Linked DNA regions of Rattus norvegicus: all the other regions are linked to region 2. The links are chromatin contacts, called in public Hi-C maps. All regions are on one chromosome and are shown on one strand. Each heading gives the region's core, a stretch centred on a gene start, on an enhancer-like site or on the middle of the called end of the contact. The rest is flanking DNA. Distances are from core to core; before and after follow the strand shown. Region 1 has its middle 280 kb from the start of Wdr72. Region 2 has its middle 210 kb from the start of Onecut1. Region 3 has its middle 200 kb from the start of Wdr72.

Region 1 (2,700 bases), core at 200-2,699, 260 kb after region 2:
ATTTATCAGGGAAGAGACTGTCTGAGGCGTTGATGGAGTGTTTGGGGGGGATGAGCTGGACAGTGGCTCTGAAAAGGAAATGAATTTCCTGTTGATTCAACTGAGGATAGATGATGACTTTGAAAGATGCTTGTCTCTTACTCGTAGTCATTTTCCTGAGAGATCCTCACCATCAGTAAGAATTATAACTTCTGAGACGCTTTCTCTAATGAAATGCTATTTTCATTTTTATAATGGAGCTCGTGATTAGAAAGACTCTTTAATTGACTTGCTTTCTGGAGGTTTAATACGATTTTGAGGGTTTTTTTCCCCCCAGACAGAATGGCTTTGTTCGTCAGAGTAAGGCAGTGTGGTCCCTATCTGAGCTAGTTCAGGTCAAGTCACCCACACAAGCTTTGGCTGTGATTGTGGGCAGAATCCCTCCAACAGCTGACCTGAAACCTTACAGGCAGAATCTTATGCCCTGGATTACAGACCACAGATTACAGATTACAGTTATTAGTTTCCAGTTCCTGAGGGTTTCTTAGGCTCTGGGCAGTCTAGCACTACATAAGAATCACAGATCGAGTCCCACAAACATCTGTGAACATTACTCTCATTGAGCAGGAGAGGAAACTGAGTCTTGGAAAAGATGAGCAGTTTGTACAGTCTCGTAGCTACTTAGTCAGGCTAGGATTTGGATCTGAAATATGTACTGTCAGTTAATGAGATATATGCGTCTCCAATCTACTCAAGGACACAGGAGCACTTAGAGACCTGAAAAATTCTTCTCACTCATTGTCTCTTCCTAATTTCTCCTTGGGATGAGGGGAGCAGAAGACGGTTACAGTTTTTAAGGTTTAGATGCTTTCTAAACCCCAAGTGTTTCCTGGCAGACATCAGTATCTGAATTATTTTTTCTTGTGGCAGAAACAAAATATCTGACAGAAACAAAGCAAAAGGGTATGTGTATTTTGGCTCAGAGTCCAAGGGTGCAGTCTATCATGGCAGAAAAGACAATGGCAGCAAGGGCTGGAGGCAGCTGGTCACAGTGCACCTATCTCTCAGCCCAGAAGCAGAGACAGATGACTGCTGTGGCTGGGGTTGCTTTCTCCTGAGTTCAGCCTAGGACCCCATCCAGGGGACAGTGCTATCCACAGTGAGAGTAGATCTTCCTTCCTTAATAAAGTCAATCTAAAAACTTCCTCACAGACACAGATTTGTTTCCATGGTGAATTCTAAATCTTATCAAGTTGATAATCAAGCTTACCCATCACACCTGACAGGCAAGTTCTTGTAAATTGACATCAAACTAAAATTCATAGGTTGTAAAAATGAAATCTTAATTTGTATGCATTAACAAGAAGTAAATTATGTCAACTAATATGCTGCAACTGTAAGGCTTGAAGTGAGTCTTAACTACCGGGAGATCCTCCAAGTGAGACATGAGAACAGAGTTTGATTGCAAGAGGTTTATTTTTCCAAGGCATTGGGGTCAACCCTTAATCAGCCCCTCATGGTGAATGATTAGAAGGTGACCCCAATGGCTATAACAGTTTTTATACTTTTTAGGGGTAAAGGTTACATCAGCAAGGTTACAGTTTAAACTTATTGGCTAAGCATATTGACCTTTGAATCTATTGGCTAGCAAGCATATGACACGCATTCAAACTCTGTTTGGGACCAGAGGGTCAGGTAACTATTAGTCAGTACATTCTGCAGTTTTTCAAGAATGTCCCTGCTTCTCCCAAGAACTGTGAGTGGAGAATGGAACTTGGTCTAGCCTTGACCCAAGGCGGGAAACTGGTACTTGGCCTAATCTTGACCTGAGGTTGTGAGTGTAAGTCCCTAGGGTCCTTCACAAAGAATGTTTATTGATCAGTTATATTATTAGTTTCTTGTAAAAGTGGACCCTGAATCTATCAAAATTCAGTTTGTATAATTTTTATTCATTTCATTCATTCTATTCAAAATTTTGTTTTTATGTGTTTGTGTGAATATGTTCAATTTGGGTGAAGGAATCTGTAGAGACTTAAAATCAGAATGTAGGTCATTAGGGAGAACACCCAGTGCTCCTCTTGAACCATCTCCCAAGCCCTAGGAAGATTATTTTAAGGACCGATTTATCTTTAAAGAACACATTCAGAGCCTTATTGGACATTTCTCCCCCCCTCAGAAGTTCTTCACCACCTCAGTGACTTCAAATGTATGTATGGTGTAGGGGAAAGTGCTGACACTCAAACCCAGGGCCCAGAAATAGGCTAGTCAAGTCTTTCTACCACCCGGCTGCCTCCAAACTCTAAAGACGTAAAACTTCCTAGAAGTCCATAAATGAACAAAAGAAGACATTTTTCTGGGTTCCTTGGCTAGTAAGTGGAAAAAGGTAATCTGCAAGATGGCCAGCTTGACTGGACTGAGCGCTACCCTGAAGCCCAGTCAAGTGCATTTCTTGGGGTGTCCCTGAGGTATGTTTATGGTGGGTTAACCAAGTGAGGAGGCATTCGTGAATATGTGTCTACCACCCAACGGCCTGTGATGTTGGGTGGAATTATAGTGGAGACATTCTTTCCATGCTCAACTGTGAGCTGTTCCATTTCACCCAACCCTGAAACTGAGCCAAAGCAAGACTTCATCCCTTAAATTGTTCATGGTGGGCATTTTGTCATGTATATGTCAACTTCCATTAACATTCCAAGGCTGGTCTTGGAAATGTGGCTTAAC
Region 2 (2,700 bases), core at 132-2,631:
GATACTCACATTAAAAATCCATTCAGACTAGTCTTTCTTTTTATGAATTTTAAATTTTATTTTTATTAACATTATTTTTGAAAATTTCATATACTCTACAGCCTATCTTGGCCATATCTATCATCCACTCCTCTTTCTCCAGCTCCCTATATACCTTCCAATTCCTCCCAATTTAATGTCCTAATAAAAATATACCCACTAAGTCCAGTTACCCCTGCTCAAATGAACATGTGTGTGGGGTCAGCCGCTGGGTCCAGATGCCCTATCCAGGAGCTGAGCATGGGAGCTAATGACAGCCGAACAGCTACTGGGCGACGCATTGCCTCTGAGCTGCTCCTTCCCAGCTCTTGGGTCCTCCTTGGACGCAGAGAAATACAGCGAATTGGATATTAAACACAAGTAACGGAGAACAAAATGGAAAGCGCTAACTGGCCTCATCTCTCTGGGAGGAAATTTTATTTAATCTGTTTCCTGTGACTGAGTCAGTATTTCTCCTTCTCTCCCTAACCAACAGAGATTTACAAGCTCTACATGAGCTTCATTGCAAATGGAGCTCAGCCGTGCACTCCAAGGCTCTGCTTCCTGCTTTCCAGGCACAGGAGGGCATTTTCCAGCCAAGGATCACATGGAGAGACAGAGAGATGTCAATCACTCTGTAAACCCTCCACCCATGTCTCTTTCTTTCCTTCCACATTCTCAGCACACAAAAAACCCTCTTATTGTGCTGAGTACTCCCATTTGGAGGGACTCACGCACTTCTGTGGACCAACTGAAGGTGAAATCTTGCCAGTGTCCAAGGACCTGGCAAGTCCTTGGGCCCCAGAGTTCTGGATAAAAGGTGTTTGTGGTCAGAGAAGGATGTCCTACACCCAGTTTCACTATTCTTCTTTTGTCAGGTTTGCATCTATTTGGAAGAATGAAGCACTATTTTCTTCATAAAAATCTACCTAAACTCCTGGTGTATCAGGATATTCATATGAACTATATATGTTTAGGAACTCTTGGTGAAGTTTCTTTTAGTTAATACCTTAGGTTAGCATAGAGTAATGGATTTCGCCATGATATTTTCTTACATAGACTGTGTTCTCTTAGCAAGCATTCTTCTCACCCACTGTCCTTCCTGTGTTCCCTATCTCCCTGCTCTACCTGGTTTCTTCTCTTTCTGTGAAAAGTTCCCCATCTTGCTTTCCTAGCACATGGATTAATCATTGGACAAGTTCTAGGTAGTTAAACTGACCAGCTGATGTAAAAATCTCTAACCAAGTTGCTTCATATTTGTGGATATGGTCTTTTGAAGGTAGCTCACTTGTGTTTTATAATGATTAGATCCTGAAACAGGTAAGTGACAGGCTTGAGTTGCAACATTGAAGTCAGCATTGAAACTGGTCCATTAATTGACACCCTGCTCATTGCAACAGCTCAGAGCCGCAAGACTGACCACAGTCTGCCTAACTCAGCTGGACCAGATTCTGGAAGCTTCAGTGGTTGTTCCCTGAGCCTTAAGGGAAGTTCCAACCATTGAGTTCCACACTGGCTTTGTTTGTTGTACAATAATTACCAGCAAAGAAAATCCAGTCCACCTGTGTTCCTTTGCTGCACTCTGTTCAAGGTTACAACTTGCCCAAAGGCAAAAAACAGATCAACTAAACCAAACCAAATCAGACCTGATCAAACCAAAGTAAACCAAATCAGCACAACTGAACCAATTAAACTGAACCAAATCAAACCACTGCAGACCCTAGCAAAACAACCAACTCAGATCAGGTCAAACAAAACTTAAACTGGTGTAAGGACTCTGGGGAAGCACCAAGACTCGGTCTAGTGGTTAACCTCTTCTGGGCATGAGGGAATAGCATGTTGTGATACAGACCAACCCGAAGTCTAACATATTCTTCCAGCTTTGTGAATCTGCTGTATCCTTTACTTACTCTATCCATGACCCCCACACCCAGGACACTTTGCTGTTCCGAAGAAGGGCAGAACTCCATTGGTCTTATCAAGTTTTTGCTGCAGTCTGACAGCCTTTGACCAGTTATGTCCTGCTTTCTTTTTCCAGGTAGTGGTGTTGGGAAATGAAACACAACATGGAAGGAACAGCACCAGATCCTGAATGGGACACATGCTGCGTAACACTTGGTTTTGATTTAGTGGATTGGAAGCTGCCCAGAGCCCGTGCTCTTTGCTTAGCATATGTGGGGAACAGGTCAACACTGCTTAACTAACAAATTAATTCAAGTGCTTCCTCTCAAGTTTGGCATTTGGACTCTAATTCATGGAAAACATTGACGTTTGCTTTCTGGTGAAGAGGGTGGTACCTTAGACTTTGGGCCACTTTTGGATGATGTAGTCATGAGATGCCTGGAGCAGGCTCATCGTCATAAAGGTGCACAGGGAGCAAATGATGTCTAGTATTGATTTAACCTCGGTGAAGCGTGCCTAGCTCCAAACTTTACTCCTGGTAGAACATCTGGATGTACTGTTCAGTCATGTTTTCTCTTGTGGCCCAGCTCCCACATGCCTGCAGGTCAATAGGCTTGCCAGCCTGGACTCCTATTACACCCTTATGGTGGCCTGTGCCATTGGCCAGAACTCTCTCAGAAGAGCAGCTTACTATCAGCTGGTGGAGCTGTGCTGCCATAAAGGACTGCAATGTCTCCATTGGCACCACAGGACAGCAAGTTTGAATGGCCAGAGAAATAA
Region 3 (2,700 bases), core at 3-2,502, 330 kb after region 2:
TGTTTGGGTGGGTCTTTCTGTACATTACATTCTCCTGGTGTCCTCCTTACTCCAGTCCTAGCCTTGTATGCCAACTAAGCACAGTGCGTTTTTTTGCCTTTTGTGTTTTGTTCTTCAAAGCCCTATAATGTCTATGATCTGCCATTATCCTATCAGTCCTTCAAGAAACTGGCCTTATTACTTTTTCTATTCTACAGAATGAAGTAGTTTAAAATTGCTCAAAAAATTGGCATTAGGGGTATCATAGCCAGAACCTATTGTAGAGTATTATAGATATTTATGGAAGGTCCTCCTGAATGCTAGGGAACAGCCTCACTCATACTGTAACGAGAAAGGTCTTTCTTCCTTTCCAGGCTGCATCCTAACTTATTTTCCAGTGCTAATTATTTCATTTATCAATGTTTTCCCCCATGCTTGTATATAATTCACCATTCGCCTTTCAAGTGTTTATTGGTATTATAGTCTCTAATTTTCCTTTTTGGGTATTATTGGCTGAATAGATTGGCCATTCTCTGAGGTGAAGTCTCTATGATAAGTAAATTCTGCATTCTTAGAGGGTCTGAGCTTATTGTGTTTTAAGTTATTTCTATTTCATGTATTTGTGTGTGTGTGTGTGTGTGTGTGTGTGTGTGTGTGTGTGTGATGCGTATGGCACAGTCCATGGTGGAGGTTCAAAAAGTTGGCTCTCTCCTTCCACCACATGGGTCCCACATGTCACATACAAGTTGTCAAGTGTGGTAGCAAACACCTTTACCCATGGAAGTCATCCTGCTGGCATAGAACTGCAAAGTTTAGAGACATTCTCATTTTCAGTCAGCTTTCACAGATGAGGAAGCTTCATCGGAAGGTATACTAGCTACATTTATTTATTGGAGACAGAAGAGTCTACATTTGAACTGCTATGCTGTTATTTACTTGGTGACAAAGAATAAATTGTGTAACTCTTTTCACAATTTGCTTTCCTTCACTGCAAAGTTTCCAGAGATTAAAAATCAAAGCAAATCATGAAGGACACAATCCATTTTTTGCCTGATAAATATCCACTATAATCATTTTGGCAAGCTTGAGACTAAAGGGCCCCTGTGCCTGCTGTGGTAGAAGAAGGCATCTGGCCTGGCTTTGTACTTTGAGCTCCTTCTGCTGTTTGGAATTGCCATTTTGCCAGCTGCACTTCATCCAACACTGATGAGGTGGTTCAGTGTTTGTCTTTGGCTACAGCCTGGTCCTTGTGAAATCTCTCCTGATCTAGGACCTCATCTCCCCAGATTGCGAAGCCCAGTGGCTTCTGAAGCAGTCATGTTTCAAGTCCCTCCACACACAGTGTCACAGAACTATTAAATAGGGAGAGATAGAAGGGACTTGGGGTGCTCATATCTGGGGACTATCAGGAATCCTGCATTACCTGGTTTGTTAAATGCTTCAATGTTATTGATTTGCCTCTCACACATCTGGCTCTTAGGGCAGAAACATGACATGATCCCTGCCTGCTGCAGGGAGCCGAAAGCATGGCACTGTAGCAAGAACAGGTTTCCAGTTACTCAAAAACACTACAGGACATGCTAGGAGCTCACCGCAAATGAAATCAAGGCATTGTTTTGCTCCTAAGGCTTTTGAAATCAGGAGAAAGAAAACACATCTTTCTTTTTAAAAAAAAATGGAAGCAACAGCTTCAGGGAACAGATGTGTGTGTGTATGTGTGTGTGTGTGTGTGTGTGTGTGTGTGTGTGTGTAATCCTTATGACATGTATACATGAAATTTGAAAATGAAAATTTTATCAGATCTGTATGCTGGCATCTCTAAGTATCAAAGGTAGCTTAGATCTTTGAACTTTCACTGAGTGAGACGCACTTGCTGTAAGCAGTAAAGAGACAGAAAAGAACACCACACAGATTTTCCAGCCTCCCTCGTGGTTCTCTTAGTTGCTGCTTCTTATGATAACTGACATTTTGCATGTTGGTAGCGTGCAAATGAATTTTTTTTATCTTTCTATAAACCAACTACAGGTATAGTGTACAGATTTTTAAAGTATTCTCCTATCAAATTTCGACTTATTATTTGATATTTTTCTGATTTTTTCAGACAGTCTTATATAGCCTAAGTTGGCTTCTCACTCTCTGTACAGCTGAAGATAGATTTGAACTCTGGATCCTCCGCCCCCACCTCCCAAGTGCGCCATTACAGGTATGCACCGCCATATCTGATTTATGATCATATCGCTGGTAACAGAACTCAGGGCTGACTGCATGTGAGGCAAACATTCTACTGATTGAGTCACACCCACGGGCCAATTATTTGATGCTTTATTTAATAAATGTATTTATTTGATGCAAACAAAGGCTTGGAATGAAGCTCTCTCAGGCTTGTACAAGAATGGCCTATTCTTTCTGGTTCTATGGTGCCTTTGTACCTGGCTGTGCTGAGCTTGGAGTGTATGCCTCCGAGTGTGACCTCACTCACTGGGAAATGTGTCTCTTCAGGAAGAACCAGGTTCTTGCTTCCCAGCAACACAGCTTAAGTAAATGCACAACTCAGACAGTCAACATTACTGTCGCAAAAAAAATCTTTCCCTGTGTCACATCATCACACATTTGTCATTAGGGAGCTGCACACTCAGGCATGTCATAAATATTTGGTCTACGTAGACCCAGTTTGACCTTCTTGTGAGACAGCAGGAAAAAAAAATCTTATCTTCGTCCTTG

What was found. Hi-C and Micro-C count contacts between places; a contact is called where the count stands out from the background.
Region 1: a contact with region 2 is called in a Hi-C map of liver, with 4 times the contacts expected there. The contact joins two enhancer-like sites. A contact is called at or near these places in 2 of 12 Hi-C or Micro-C datasets (both in liver).
Region 3: a contact with region 2 is called in a Hi-C map of liver, with 6 times the contacts expected there. The contact joins two enhancer-like sites. A contact is called at or near these places in 4 of 12 Hi-C or Micro-C datasets (hepatocytes, kidney and liver).

The regions. Positions count from the first base shown.
Region 1 is chr8:84,017,445-84,020,144 of GRCr8, reverse strand. No RefSeq gene overlaps it. Among named protein-coding and RNA genes, the nearest start is that of Wdr72, 280 kb to the right of the region's middle. Within about 2 kb of position 1,449, at least 1 of the 93 cell types and tissues checked has an H3K27ac peak or open chromatin away from gene starts, as enhancers often do. A contact at or near this core is called in liver, where this site is marked.
Region 2 is chr8:84,273,677-84,276,376 of GRCr8, reverse strand. No RefSeq gene overlaps it. Among named protein-coding and RNA genes, the nearest start is that of Onecut1, 210 kb to the left of the region's middle. Within about 2 kb of position 1,381, at least 2 of the 93 cell types and tissues checked have an H3K27ac peak or open chromatin away from gene starts, as enhancers often do. A contact at or near this core is called in liver, where this site is marked.
Region 3 is chr8:83,938,868-83,941,567 of GRCr8, reverse strand. No RefSeq gene overlaps it. Among named protein-coding and RNA genes, the nearest start is that of Wdr72, 200 kb to the right of the region's middle. Within about 2 kb of position 1,252, at least 1 of the 93 cell types and tissues checked has an H3K27ac peak or open chromatin away from gene starts, as enhancers often do. A contact at or near this core is called in liver, where this site is marked.